Regions from separate parts of the Nomascus leucogenys genome. Here region 2 is linked to region 1. The links are chromatin contacts, called in public Hi-C maps. All regions are on one chromosome and are shown on one strand. The core of a region is the stretch at or near the end of the contact, and the rest is flanking DNA. Distances in the headings are between cores, read along the strand shown. Region 1 has its middle 44 kb from the start of PSMB9. Region 2 has its middle 15 kb from the start of BRD2.

What was found. A called contact is a pair of places that touch in the nucleus more often than the background predicts.
Region 2: a Hi-C map of a lymphoblastoid cell line shows a contact between it and region 1, with 7 times the contacts expected there. The contact joins two enhancer-like sites. A contact is called at or near these places in 3 of 4 Hi-C or Micro-C datasets (a lymphoblastoid cell line and an unstated tissue).

What each region holds. Positions count from the first base shown.
Region 1 is chr22a:53,908,375-53,916,255 of Asia_NLE_v1, reverse strand. No RefSeq gene overlaps it. Among named protein-coding and RNA genes, the nearest start is that of PSMB9, 44 kb to the right of the region's middle. Within about 2 kb of position 4,430, the one cell type or tissue checked has an H3K27ac peak away from gene starts, as active enhancers do. A contact at or near this core is called in a lymphoblastoid cell line, where this site is marked.
Region 2 is chr22a:54,002,071-54,009,951 of Asia_NLE_v1, reverse strand. No RefSeq gene overlaps it. Among named protein-coding and RNA genes, the nearest start is that of BRD2, 15 kb to the right of the region's middle. Within about 2 kb of position 2,966, the one cell type or tissue checked has an H3K27ac peak away from gene starts, as active enhancers do. A contact at or near this core is called in a lymphoblastoid cell line, where this site is marked.

The DNA of each region.
Region 1 (7,881 bases), core at 3,181-5,680:
ATAAAAAATGAAGAGATATTTATTAAGAACCTATTGATTTTTGATCTCCAATTTTGTGTTTGGGGGGTTGTTTTTCTTTAACCCTAGTTTTACCTAATTTGAGATTCATGAACAAGGTATCTCTAAGTGAAAGAGCAGCAGGTATAATTATTAGTTATTTTATAAGACTTTGTGAAGTCTTTGGTATAGTTCTAAAAACTAAAAGTGAAAAACCTAATGTATGTATAAAAATAGTTTTGCAAGTCAAGTGGTTTCTAATTCTTTGCTTTCAACAAAATTGAAGAAGAACCGTATACTTGAGTTGTCAGCTGACAGATTATTAAAAATATTATTTAATAATAGCCCATTATGTGAGTTTTGCATATGACTAAGAAGAAATTTTAAAAATTGGGTGAAGTTGCCTCAACAAGTCTTTATTTTCTCATTCGTTTATATGATCAAGATTCCTTAGTTCTTTCATGTTAAAATTTTTTAATTGAAATAATATACAGCCCAGATTCATTAACAATAAGTAACATTTGTCAACATGAAATTGGGAAAATAAAGTCCCTATCCATCTCATTAAGAGATGCATTTCCAGTTAAATTTTACCATTACAAACTTATACTTTTATTTACCAAAATGTGTATTACAGATTGAGCATCCCTCATCAGAAAATCTGAAATGCTCCAAAATCTGAAACTTTTTGAGCACCAATATGATGCCACATGTAAGTACTGTACTTAACACAACTTCGTTTCACATATGAAATTATTTTAAATATTGTATAAAATTACCTTCAGGCTATGTGCATAATATATATAAGAAACATAAGTGAACTTCATGTTTAGACTTGGGTCCCGGTCCCAAGATACCTCATTATGTATATACAAATATTTTAAAATCCAAGATAATCTGAAATCCAACACACTTTTGGTCCCAAGCATTTCAAATAAGGCATATCCAATCTGTATTGACATTATTTTGATCTCTAACAGTTGGTAATCCTATCTTAATCCATATAACTTTTTTTTGAGACAGCATCTCACTCTGTCATCCAGGCTAGAGTGCATGCAGTGGCACGATCATGGCTCACTGCAGCCTCGACCTCCTGGGCTCAAGTGATCCTCCTACCTCAGCCTCCCAAGTAGCTGAGACTACAAGCAGGAGCCACCATGTCCAGCAATTTTTTTTTTTTTTTGTAGAGATGAGGTTTCCCTATGTTGCTTAGGCTGGTCTTGAACTCCTGGGCTCAAGTAATCCTCCTGCTTCAGCCTCACAAAGTGCTGGGATTACAGGTGTGGGCCACTGCACCCAGCCCATATAACTTTTTAAATACTTACAACAAGAAATTAAAAATTCAGTGTAAGAACATATTTTGTTGCAAAGAAGCACAATAGGTGGCTCAATAAAATATTTCCAAGAAGAAAGAAAAAAATTACATTAGGACGTAACCAGGGTTGAGAACTCAAAAAGAAAAAAAAAAAGAAAAAGAAAAATTCTACATGGGGGGTAAAATAAAAATATGAATTCAAAGAGGGAAAAAAGAGCAATGTAAAATTTCCAACCATTAAGAAAGAGGTTGTTTGTATATTTTTTAAATTAATGATAATGGGTGTCAAAACATTATATTTAGACTGAATTGAACATATGAGTGATTAACAGTTTTATTTTAAAGTGTTAATATGGAGAATATGTTGGAAATTATATATTTTTTGCAACTATCTGGACACATGTTGACAATTTTAGGTCTATCTAAGTCTATGGGAGGAGGCATATGACATTTCACAATCCTTGTAGGAGAGATGTGAAGGGAAGACCCCTGAGCTATTCTTCCTCCTTCTTGTGTTACCCCAATAGGAAAATGGACTTATAACTGACTTCCTCTGACTCCAAATTTACTCCTTATGTACACTTGGGTTAGATATTCCTTTGACTATCCAATCATACCATTGTATAGTACCATTTACACATGCATACATGCTCACCTAAAGAATTTTTTTTGTGTGTTGTTTGTTTGTTTTTTTAAATCGAGTCTGGGACCTGGTTTCCCTCCATTGAGTCACTGGTGAAAAATTTAGTAAATCTACGAAGAGAGTTTAGTAAGTGTAAGAAGAGTCTGCTCACTGTGTGTGATATTCCAATAGATTCATGTGTTCTACACACAGGGATCTCTTGGATATAAGGGAGGCATTTCTCAGGTGTCTGGGTGACTTTCTGGTCACTATCCAGGTTCCTGGCTCAGCTTCCAAGGTCTCTGTGAATAAGCAAAGGGGATCCACATCCAGACAAGGCTCCTGGGGCTCTGACCAGAGGGGCTGGACATCCCTGGTAGACCTGACATTGGGCACTGAGACTCCTGGAAAACTCATGCTGTTAATTTTGCAGTTCTCCATCTTGACTGCTTCTCAGACTGACCATCAGTTGGTGGGTTTTCATCAGCCTTCTGCCTCACCTCCTCTGATTCAAGCAGCAGCAGGGACTCACTTGCATGCCCTGGTCTTGTAGGCAGTGACTTTTAAGCCACATCCTCTGTCTACCAGGCTAAACTTGCCTGCCTGAGAGGCATACTCCTTCCATCCTCTATCGTACATCTGTGAGCTACCAACTCTGGCCCTAGTGTGACACTGCCAGAATGTTGTGTACCTCATCTCTTTAGAGTGGGAAGCCCATAAGGCAAACTGAAGAGGCCCCGTATCCTCACTCCCTTTCTGCTCAGTTTTTTCATCTATATTATCTCAACTTCACTCTACTAACCAGAGCACCAAGGAAGGGTAGGCTAGCAATTATGACTATAGAGAAGCGGGGAGATGACTTATGATCCTCTTTGTGCTGGATTCCCTACTGAAGGCATCTGATGGCTTCTGATTTCCCTGGTCTGAGAAGAAAGTCCCTCTTCACCTCTCCCTCCTTACTCTACCTCAGGCTGAGGGGCTCAGGCAACCTTTTATGTTGCATATGGCATAGGTATCTCTGCCTCACTCCAGAAGGGACCAACCAACAGCCACCTACTTCTGAGGTCTAGTGCCCACAGACCTGGTGTTCATAAATATAAGTTCTGGATTTACGTCTCCTTTCCTGTAGCCAGGTGATCAGTGACTGGCAAAAATCAAGATCCCAGACTTCCTGAGTAACCTCATCAAGACTGAGGTAACAGCTCACATAGCTAGTGCATAGACAGATGCAGGTTACATGGAGTCTGAATCCTGTACACATTTGGAGGCTCCCTTTGGGACTGTTGGGATGCATGAAACATGGGATTTCACTCACAGTTGTGCTCACTATGTGCGATATTCCTATAGATTCATGTCCTCTACACACAGGGATTTTTGATCATTCTGAATTGTTGATTCCCATAAAAAAGAATATATGGTCATCATTGTATATGCTGAATTACTGAATACATATTTATGAGAGTCTCCAACACATCTTCACACGTCTGAGGAGTGAAAGAATTTCCCACAGATTGGCTTCTGGTTCCCCACATTTCAAACCTCATTTCTCTTCCACCTCTGGCACTGGGTGTGGTAGGGCTCCTTATGCTCCATGCCAGAAGAAGTGGCACAGGGGTAAAGTCATTTCTGGTCGGGGGAGGGGGATTTGGAGAAAAAAAAGAAAGAGGATTGCCGGGGAGTACACAGGGAGGGTTAAGAGAAATTCTGGAGATAAGGTCCACTAAATGGAGGCATATATAACCAAGATGAGAAACGACATAGTACCCAACAGAGTTGGGAGATGTGAAACCCAAACATCAATCTCCACCTGGGCATAGAAGAAATACTCAGATTTCCAAGCAGGTTCTAGGTTCAGAGGAGAGAGCCCTTGGTTGGAAGCGCTGGTCTTGCAGGATGGGGTGGGGGCGTTAATGCAAACTTCTGGTCCAGCAGAGGTAGAAACAGACCAGATCTAAGTAGCAGCTCAGAGGCGGCGGACTTGAGGGGTGAAGACGTGAGGCCCGGAGGGTGGTGCCTGGCAGAGAAAACAGCTGCCAGACACCAAGGCCACCTCGGGTTAAAGGGAACAAGTTATATCCAAAAAAAACACGGTGAAAATAGGAAGAATAAGGATATCACCTGGAGTGTTCTCCTGAGACACTCCTCAAGAACGTGGATTCTTTAACAATCCCTCCAGAGCAGGGACACTCAGAGTACGTACATCTCCCACAAAGTAAAGTGTCTGAAGGCCTGGGCAGACCCTTCTCCCTCCCCTTCTCTCTCCTCCACGGGCCGGCCCGGAGGAGGCTCAGGGATGAGAACTACTCTCACTGCTGTCCCCCATCTCACCCCAACAAGAGAGGAATCTTTAGAGGTCTGTATCCCTCCTTCACCACCCCGCCTGAGCGCCTGCTGGAAAACACAATCACCATCCCAAATCTCACCCTGCAACTGCATCCAAGCGCTTTCTCCAAGTTCGGGGAGCCGCCGGAACTCTTCTTCCAGGCAGGCGTTCCCGGACTCTGCACAATAGGCACCTACCCTTGGAGTTTTGAGCCGCAGTGTCTGCCTCTGTTCAAGTATCCAGGCTCAGGTGCAGACCTTTCAGTGCCGGCGGCGGGAGGCGCGCACACGGACGACCCCCTCAGGCGTACTGCCGCCCGGGCCGCGGCGCCTGAGATTGCATCCACGGGATCCGCGGACGTGCCCTGGGCGCTCCAGCTCCGCGAGCCTCAGACGCTGAGGCTATGATTGGCCTGGCTGAACGTCAATCAGGGCTCGGCGCCGTGGAGGCGGGAGGAACGCCGTAGGCCGAGCCTGCTTAACTCTGTGTGGGGTTATTCTCCGCCTCTTCTAGGGTAGGCAAGTGCTCCTGAGTCCCGTAGGGGGGTCCCCGCGGCGGCCTGAGATGCTCGGCGCCAGGTTGTCGCGCCCTTGCGCTGGCTGAAGTAGAAATTGGCTCTGGAGAGTCTGCGTTGTTCCTGGTCCCAGGGCCGTGGTCCCGATACTGCACTTCCCGCTCCTCCAGTCCCACTCCCAGGCTCCGTCTTCTCCCGCTTGGCGCTGGAGAAACACCCGGAAGAGAGAGTCCCAGAGTGACTGCTGTGGCCCTGCGACCTGACTGCCACCTTCCGGGACTCTAGCCCTGGCTCCTTCTAACCTTCCCGCCCCTCAGTGCCCCAGGAAGGCTGCTATGCGAACAATTATTCATCAGCCGGAAGAAAAGGAGTGCCAGTGTTAGGCGCAGAAGAGGGTTGTACCAGAAAAGCTGGAGAGGGACAGGAGGGGAAAGAGGGGGAAGGGGGGAGGCGGAAGAAGTTGGGAGGGGTAACAGCTCGAGCTTTTCCTCTAGGATAGTTTCTCTTCTCTCGGTGCCGCCCCATCTGCTTCTTGCCTCAGTTCCCCACTCCCATCCGTGCACCTCTGCGGCAGGCGTGTGGGGGGGGGGGGGGGTTTGGTCGAGATATCTGGTCCTCCAGACCCCACAGCCTTGGCTGAGAACTTACTTAAGCCCACTCCAACTGACTTGATAAATGAGAATCTTGACCAGCCCACTGGTAGGTAGAAATGAGGGACGTCATCTATCCCTGAATGGAATAACCCGAAACCGCAGGTCCCGTGGATGTGGGAATCCACAGCACTGGATGCGCTCCTAAGGCTCCTAAGTCCCCTAAGTCCACTTCCGAACCTCATCTAAGACCCTGAAAGCCAGACTAGGGATACATTGGATTATTATTATTATTTTGAGACAGGGTCTCGCTCTGTCGCCCAGGCTGGAGTGCAGTGGTGTTATCTCGTCTCACTGCAACCTCCGCCTCCCGCGTTCAAGCGATTTTCGTGCCTCAGCCTCCCGAGGAGCTGGATCTACAGGTGCGCACCACCACGCCTGGATAATTTCTATATTTTTAGTAGAGACGGGGTTTCACCATGTTTGCCAGGCTTGTCTTGAACTGTTGACCTCAAGTTATCCTCCCGCCTCCGGCCTCCTAAAGTGCTGGGATTACAGGCCGCAGCCTCAGCGCCCGTCCTACACGTTGGATCTTTTCCCAGACCTCCTCCTCAGACGTGGAGCGTACAGATGATGCTCCATCGGTTACTCTCATCCTGACTTTGGGACTGCCAGATAAAACTGGGAGAAACCCTACATTTACTCTTACTGTAACGTATTGGCTTGAAACTGCAGGTCAGAACCCATTTATGTTGAGACCAAAAGACTTTTTTTTTTCCAAGTAAAATGAAATAGAATAAAATAGAATTGAAAATACTTGCCTGCATCACAGGTAATGAGACTAACTATAGTTTCATGAAACCTTTGTTTCAGTTAAATATGTTTTTGCGTGTGTGCATGTGTGTCAGGAGGAGATATATATTTCATATATATATATGTAGAGAGGTGGAAATCAACAAAACTCCATAATTTTTCTTATTTTCTAACAGTTCTTGATTTTGAGTAAAAATAATTCTTTAAGAACAAAATTTTGAGCCAGCTAACAAAAGATCAGAGTCAAGCAGGCTCTCATTGGGGCCTAAATAGAGGTTCATCTTATTTGGCTTTTTCGTTTTTTTTCCATCTTGTGGACTCCTTTTAAGGCCCAGCAAGGAATTACCCTCCCCAAGTCTCCACTCTCTGCTTGGTTCAGCCATTCAGCTGTCTCTCGGGCTCTTTGATTAATAAAAAGTCCAGTAGAGCTATTTTATCCTATGCATGTGTGGGAAGAGGGCAATGCCAGTAATTCTTTTCTGATTTGACAGAAAATTCACAAATCACGTTATCCTCTGAAGATAGAGATTTTAAGCTCAAACATTTATCACCAGAGAACTAAATTATTAAGAAAGATGAGTGGTCAAAAGTACAGGTGTTTTACAGATAAGGGTCATTTTGTCAGGTCCTGTCCAAAATATTTGAAGTCTAGGGGTTTGAAAAATTGTTAGAAATAACCATTTATGACAACAGTTTTCATTTATTGTTCTCCCCAGCTTCAGGAGCAGGGGAGAACATTTTTTTCCTTCTTACTTTGCTGAGAATTTTTTCACCAGGGTTTCAAGGCTAAGAACTGACATTCCAGCCTTGACATTGAATTAAAAAGAAGCAAGCCCTTTTAGGAAGTCAAATTTTATTATATGAGATGGAATATAATATTGAGATTACTTATTACTTAGGCATGGGATAGGGAGGCTTTTAACAACAGACCAAAAAAAAAGTTGGAAGGATAGGAATGAAATAAAGCAAACTTTTCATTATTCATAGATGATACAATTGTCTACAGAGAAAAATAATCTAAAACATAATCAAGAGTTTGGCACAGCGATTGGCTAAATATATAAACAAATCTTTTGCATTTTCTATAAAAACAAAAAAGTAGAAATGTGATTAACTGGTTAATAAAATATACAGTTGACCTTTGAACAACATGGGCTTGAACTGTGCAAGTCTACTTATATATGATTTTCTTCTGCCTCTGCCACCCTTGAGACAGCGAGACCAACCCCTCCTCCCCTTCCTCCTCCTTAGCATATTCACCATGAAGACATGAGGATGAAGACCTTTATGATGCTCCACTTCTACTTAATGGATAGTAAATATATTTTCTCTTCTTTATGATTTTTTAAATAACATTTTCTTTGCTTTTCTGAGACAAGGTCTTGCTCTGTTGCCCAGGCTGGAGTGCAGTGTGATCATGGCTCACTGTAGCTTCAACCTCCTGGGCTCAAGCGATTCTCCACCTCAGCCTCCCAAGTAGCTGGGACTACAGGTGCACGCCACCCTACCTGGCTAAATTTTTAATTTTTTGTAGAGATGGGGTCTCGCTATGTTGCTGAGGCGGGTCTCGAACTCCTTGTCTCAAGTAGTTCTCCTGCCTCAGCCTCCCAGAGTGCTGGAATTACAGCCATGGGCCACCGCACCTGGCCAACATTTTCTTTTCTCTAACTTACTTTACTGTAAGAGTACAGTATATAACACATAAAA
Region 2 (7,881 bases), core at 1,717-4,216, 95 kb before region 1:
ACTAAAAAATACAAAAATTTGCCAGGCGTGGTGATGTGCGCCTGTAGTCCCACCTACTTGGGAGGCTGAGGCAGGAGAATCGCTTGAACCCAGGAGGTGGAGGTTGCAGTGAGCCGAGACCGCGCCATTGCACTCCAGCCTGGGTGACAAACAAGACTCCATCTCTAAAAATAAAAATAAATAAAACGAAACTAGATCCCTGTTTCTCAACATATACGAAAATTAACTCAAGATAGATTAAAGACTTAAATCTAAGACCTGTGATCATAAAAATTCTGGAACAAACCTTGGAAAAACTCTTATGAACATTGGCCTAGGCAAAGAATTTATGAATAGGACCTCAAAAACAAATCCAACAGAAACAAAAATAAATAAATAGGACCTACCTAATTAAACTAAAAAACTTCTGTACAGCAGAAGAAATAATCAAGAGTTAAACAGACAACCACAGAATGGGAGAAAATATTTGCAAATATCTGACAAAGGACTAATATCCAGAATCTAGAAGGAGTTCAAACAAACGAGCAAAAAAAAACCCAAATAAATAATCCCATTAAAAAATGAGCAAATGACATTGACAGACATTTCTCAAAAGAAGATATACAAATGTCTAGAAACATATGTAAAAATGTTCAACATCACCATCATCAGGGAAATGCAATTTTGTTTTTTTTTTTTTTGAGACGGAGTTTCACTCTTGTTGCCCAGGCTGGAGTGCAATGCTGCAATCTTGGCTCACTGCAAACTCCGCCTCCTGGGTTCAGGCGGTTCTCCTGCCTCAGCCTCCCGAGTAGCTGGGATTACAGGCATGCACCACCACGCCCAGCTAATTTTGTATTTTTAGTAGAGATGGGGTTTCTCCATGTTGGTCAGGCTGGTCTCGAACTCCCACCTCAGCCTCCCAAAGTGCTGGGATTACAGGCATGAGCCACCATGCCCAGCCTGGAAATGCAAATTAAAATGAGATACTACCTTATCCCAGCGAGTATCATTGATATTAAAAAGTCAAAAAGCAACAGATGTTGGCAAGGATGCAGTGAAAAGGGATAGCTTATACATTGCTGGTGGGAAGGTAAATTAGTACAACCTCTGTGGAAAACGCTATGGAGATTTCTCAAAGAACTAAAAGTAGATCTACCATTTGATCCAGCAATCCCACTCCTGGGTATCTACCCAAAAGAAAAGAAGTCATTACATCAAAAAGAAACAGAATTCGCAATTGCAGAGGTATGGCATCAACCTAAGTGCCCATAAACTGATGAGTGGATAAGAAAATGTGATGTGTATATACCATGAAATCGTACTCATCCATAAAAAAGAATGAAATAATATATTTTCCAGCAACTTGGATGGAACTGGACCATTTTCCTAAGTGAAGTAACTCAGGAACAGAAAACCAAGTACTACGTGTTCTTCTCATTGCTAAAGAAAAAAAACCTTAGACAAATGAAATTCAACAGTTTAATTGAGCAAAGAACAATTTGTGAATTGGGGAGCCTTCTGAGCCAGAGTAGGCTGAGAGACTCCAGAACAGCCAAGTGGTGGAATATTTATGAACAGAAAAAGTAAAGTGACGTACAGAAAACAGAAGTGAGGTGCAGAAACAGCCGGATTGGTTACAGCTTGGCATTTGCCTTATTCGAACACAGTTTGAACAGTTGATCACCTTTGATTGGCCAAAACTCAGTGATTGGCACTAGAGTAGGTTTCAGTCTGATTACGCATCCAGTTAGGTTTCAGTTTACTACGTATGGAGAAACCTTTAGGCTGAACTTAAAACATGTAAGGAAGCAGATTTAGGCTAAACCTAATTTAACACTCACTTGTAAGTAGGAGCTAAGCTATGGGTATGCAAAGCCATACAGAGTAGTATAACGGACATTGGAGACTCAGAAGTGGGGAGTGGGGTGTGGGGTGAGGGATGAAAAATTATTTACTGAGTACAATATACACTGTTGGGTAATGGGTACACTAAAAGCCCAGACTTCACCACTATACAACTCATCCATGTAAACAAAAGCCACCTGTACTTCTAAAGCTATTGAAATAAAAATAATAAAAATAAAATGCTAGGCTAGGCCTAGTGGCTCATGCCTGTAATCCCAGCACTTTGGGAGGCCGAGGTAGGCGGATCGCTTGAGGCCAGGAGTTCGAGACCAGCCTGGCCAACATGGCGAAAACCCGTCTGTACTAAAAATACAAAAATTAGCCCAGCATGGTGGCAGGTGCCTGTAATCCCAGCTACTTAGGAGGCTGAGGCAGGAGAATTGCTTGAACCCAGGAGGTAGAGGTTGCAGTGAGCCGAGATCGTGCCACTGCACTCCAGCCTAGGAGACAGAGCGAGACTCTGTCTCTAAATAAATAAATAAATAAATAAATAAAGTTCTAAAAAGATTGTGGTGTATGTGTGACTGTGTGTATGTGTATGCATGCATGTGTGTGTGTGTTCATCTCTAGCCTCATTCTTTAGCTCAGGTTGGTGGAGTTAACAATATCTGGAAGTTTTTGCTAAGTTTTACTTCTGAATTCATTGTTTGCTTATATCTAGAATATAACTAGAAATGTTTGGTATGTAAAGATATAAACCTTGAAATTAGCCTCATCTTGTCTCACTAGCTCTGTGATCTTATGCACGTTAACTTAGAGTTTCCTCCTCTCTAAAATAAAAATAATAATATATATGTGGTAGGAATGTCACGTGGACCAAAAAAGATAACTATGAAAAGTGCCCATCAATATACACCTGGCAGATAGCAGCAGCTCAGTAAGTGTCAGTTCCCTTTCCTTGGCTTTCTCCTTCTCTCTCAGTTTCCCCAGACTCAGAGGAAAAGAAGGTTCTTTCTGTTTTGTTTTCTACCTGACTCTGAAGTTCAGGACAGATGCTTTTGATACCCCCTGCAGTAACATCAGCCACCTTCCCCCCAATCACAGAACTGCTTTCTGAGGTAGACTTTCAACCCCAAGCTGCTCCCTCAGTTGCTCATCATTCTCTCCTTCCCTCAATTTTTGTCTCTTGCATTACTCCCTGGCCAAATGATTGGTTAAATAGTTGTGGGGCTCTGTAGGGTCTATTTGCAAGACCAAAGGCAGTGACAGAAGGACATGAGATCACTGGGAATCAGCCTGAATAGCAGAGATGGATTTAAGAACAGTAAATCAGTGGGTTGTGTCATTGTGGTTGGAAACAGGTCCAGAACAGAATGCAGAATTTTAAGGGGAAGTCTAAGCACAGTGTCATAGCCAGTTTCAGCATCAGGTCACAGACCAGACATCAGGGAATTCGGGGCCAAGTAAGGAAAGTTCCTTACAGAAGGCAGGGTGTGCAACCTGAAGCTTGACACAGCAATCAAAGGGCACAGAGATTGGGCAGTGCTAGTGCTTTCTTAAATCAAGAATACAGAACAATATGTCACAGTAACCACGGATCTGGAAGAACAAGCATCATTTTATTTTGCATCAGAGAGAATGAAGTTTCACTCTGACAGGGATGCAGGACTGCTTGGCCCTTGTAACTATCATTTTGTAACTTTTCAGCTTCCACTTACCTGGGGTTACTTAAGAGTTAAAAGAATATGAGTAAACTTAGAAAACCTTGAGAACTGCTTTAAAACAATTATTTTTGGGTGGGGCATTGTGGCTCATGCCTGTAATCCCAGCATTTGGGGAGGCAGTGGCGGGTGGATCAGACCACTTGAGATCAGAAGTTCGAGACCAGACTGGCCAACATGGGGAAACCCCATCTCTACTAAAAATACAAAAATTATCTGGGTGTGGTGGTGCACAGCTGTAGTCCCCAGCTACTTGGGAGGAGGAGGCACGAGAACTGCTTGAACCTGGGAGGCAGAGGTTGCAGTGAGCCAAGATTGTGCCACTGTACTCAAGCCTGGGCTACAGAGCAAGACTCTGTCTTAAAAACAAAAATTATTTTTGAGAGAGAGGAGAAAATGGATAGATGAAACTGCAAAAAGTCTTTTTTTTTTTTTTTTTTTTTTTTTGCAGGAACTCTGGGTGAGAAACAAAACCATGCAGGAGGACAATGTAATAACTGTCTTTCTTGGAAGAACTGTCATTGTCTCTACAACCTGCCTTCATAGAGAAGCCAGTTCCAATACATCTTCTGCAGGGGCAGAAGAGGGGGAAGCATTCATCAATTAACCAGTGTTACCTTCTCATAGCCTCAGCAATTAGAATAGCAACTGACTCCATGAGGTCTGGCAGTGGCAGCTAATAGAAGAACTGCTCTTTTTTCGTTTGTCAAACACCAGCAAAAATGCTTATCGCTGGAGAATAAATCCCTTTTCTCCTTCAACCTCAAATCAAACATTAGCTTGTCTGACAAAATGAGCAATGTTCTCATTTGGTAAAGAGATGTAAGAAATACTTTATTATGTAGAAATATTCACTTACTGTACAAGGACACAAAAATACTTGAAGTTTGGGGTTGGTTGGAAAGCTTGGCAAGGATGATGAGTTCCTCTTACTCACATGACAGGCTATTCTTTATTGACCTCCTTAGTTGAGGTGAGGCCTCACTGCAAGTGACAGGCCTGATAACCTAGGAAGGGAGGTCTTCACTGGTGTGGTGGGGATAGGGCAGGGCATGAAGGGGGAGGTGAGTGATGGGCCCTGAAAAAACACAGTATAGCTGAAAGACATGGACTAGTGACAGAGTTGTGTGAGAGTCCAGGCTGATGAGGGGCACTGAGAGAAGGGACAGAGGAAGGCTCAACAGACCTCAATGGCTGAACAGGGAGTTGGGGGAGAATAAGGGGAAGAAACTAGGCAGCTATAGAACTGTTACTAAATGTCTGTTTCCTCATGTATAAAATGGTGATTAGTACCTACCTCTTGGGATTATTATGAAGACTAAATTGCAAAAGTGCTCATAAATGTCTGATACATAGTAAGCTCTATATAAGTGCTTGTTCCTTATAGCAGGGGTCCCCCAACCTCTGGACCACTGACCACCACCAGTCCGTGGCCTGATAGGAACTGGGGTGCACAGCAGGAGGTGAGCAGCGAGCAAGCTCTGCGTCTTGTCAGATCAGCAGCGGCATTAGATTCTCACAGGAGTGCAAACCCTATGGTGAACTGAGCATGCGAGGGAAGGTTGCACACTCCTTTTTCAGAATATAATGCCTGGTGATCTGAAGTGGAACAGTTTGATCTGGAAACTATTCTCCCTGCCTCCGTCCATAGAAAAGTTGTCTTCCACAAAACCAGTCCTTGGTGCCAAAAAGGCTGGGGACTGCTGACTTAGAGAACTCACTGCGAGGGACATGTTTGGGGAAAAAGGTAGAATCTTTTCTAAAAATGTTGTGTGCACGAGCTTATGGGACCTTGTCATTAGGCATTGCATTAGGCACTTGGAACTTTGGCTCAAGGTTTGATATGGGGGCAGTTTCCCCCATGCTGTTCTCGTGATAGTGAGTTCTCACGAGATCTGATGGTTTTATAAGGGGCTTCCCCACTTCACTTTGGCACTCATTCTCCTGCCACCCTGTGAAGTGGTGTCTTCTGCCATGATTGTAAGTTTCCTGAGGCCTCCCCAGCCATGCAGAACTGTGAGTCAATTAAACCTCTTTCCTTTATAAATCACCTAGTCTCAGGTATTTCCTCATAGCAGTGTGAGAATGGACTAATACAAGGTCTAAACAGAGACACAGATTTTATGGGTGGGAGTTGCCTCCAGAGGAATGGGTAAACTTGCTTAAAAATACTGTGCAAATAAAAAGAGGACAAAGGAAGGTGTCATAAGGGACAATATATTATGGGAGGCAGAGGCAGAGACTTTAAAGAAGCAGACTAAGAAATGGCTGTCTGAAAAGTATGAGAACTAGGAACAAGTGGTGTCAAGTAAAAGAAGCCAGGAGATGCAGGGTGCGGTGGCTCATGCCTGTAATCCCAGCTACTCAGGAGGCTGAGGCAAGAGCATTACTTGAGCCTGGAAGATCGAAGCTACAGTGAGCTATGATCACACCACTGCACTCCAGCCTGGGTGACAGAAATCCTCTTTCTTAAAAATAAATAAATAAATAAATATAAAATAAAATGCTAGGGAAGCTGCACGGGATGCTTCAGAGGTAAAGGGAGATAAGGACTAAAAAGGCCTAATCTCCTTCTTTTGTGACCCTCTGGGTCATAAAAATGAAGGCTCACATTTCCTAAGTATAGGAAAGTAAGAAGGGAAGAACCACCTAACATCGGGGGCAGGACACAAAAATGACAATAGATTCAGGAGGCAATCGTGGGTAACATGCCCAACAGGTGGCGCCAAATACCCTCAGTGGCAGTCTACAAGAGCCTCAGAACCCCTGCCCCTTCGGCAAGCCTCGCTGGAGGGAGCTCCATTCAAATCTGCCAGTCAGCCAGGTCTCACTCCTTTACTCAACAAAATATCAAGCTTCCACTATTGGAAAGCTCTGTGCTAGGGACTCTGAGAGCTGTATGTCTGCAAGTGCGCGTGTGCTCTGCTGTTCCTTTAATGTGTGGAGACAAGAACCTTTTGAGAATAAGTCCCATCTATTTTATCTCCTACATAGCTCTCAAATCTATCTACATTTCTTCATCTACATTGCTGCCTCTCTCTTCTACACCACTATTCTCACTGGCTGGGATTAACTGCCACAATTGCTTTCTAAACTATCCACTCTCAACACCCCACCAACCCTAACATGATTATCCCTAGTGCAATTTCCTTAAAGCATGTCTATCTCCTAGCTCCCTACTGGCCCACAGCACTGGAAGTCTAGTGCAGTAGTTATAAATGTGGACCTTGAAGCCAGATCACCTAGTTTCAAAACCCACCTCCAACGCTCACTGACAACGTGGTGATGTTGGGCAAATTGACTAATCTCTCTGTGCCTCATTTCTTCATCTGTTAAATGCAGACAAGATGTACCTCACAGGATTATAGTGAGGACCAAATGAGTTTACAGGGTAAGTTTTTATTTAGCACAGTAAGTGCTAAATAAATGTTAGCTATTAGTCTTTGAGATGTAAATTCAAGTCCTTATCGTAGGTGAAATGCTGTCCTTGATTTAGCTTCCCTACTTTCTGGCCTTATCTGGAAGCACTCACCTTCATCCTTGCTGCTTCAGCATCACCTAGTTACCTTCTCAGTTGCTGTTTCTTCTGCTGGCAATGTTCACTACTCCCTGCTCCCACCCATCCACCCCTTACAAACAGGAAGGAACTCATCCTTCTGAGATATCTGAATAGTTCTCAGATTAGACCAGAGAACCCTCTTTTCTAAATTCTTGCTAGACCTCTGCACATTGTCCTGTTAGAATTACTTTTGTTAAAAATCGTGTGACTAGTTGTCTAATGCTGCCCCTTTCCCCGATCCTAGAATATAAATTGAGAGCAAGAAGCTGTCATCTCATTCAGTGCTGGAGACCAGCTAGTGGGATTTTGCAACTATCTTTAGGGTGATGACCCAGGAAAAAATGAAATCATGGTGACAACACATTAGTTCCATGCTACCATTCCCACATCTCCTTCCCAGCTCTCCATTACAGCCACTCTCTAATTGCTCAGGAAAATCTTCCTCCAGTCTTGCACTAAGCCCCAGAGTAACACCAGTCAGCTCTGGTCCTTGTCCTGGGAGTCCTTCATGCTGGTCACTCATGGAAGCAGGGCCTTCCAATCAAGGTAGTCACGAGTGAACCTAAGAGCAGGACTTTGGGAAAGGTTCCAGGCAGGCTGGAACTGGGGTCCACATATGGGTGCACAATAAGGATAGTCTGTGAAGACCAAGTCATGCCTATATCTTGGATTCAATCAGTATAATCACCACACCATGATGGTTAATAATTGCACTCTATTTGTGCTAAGCAAACTCCATGATAAGACCTTGTCTTATCTTCACCTTATACCCTC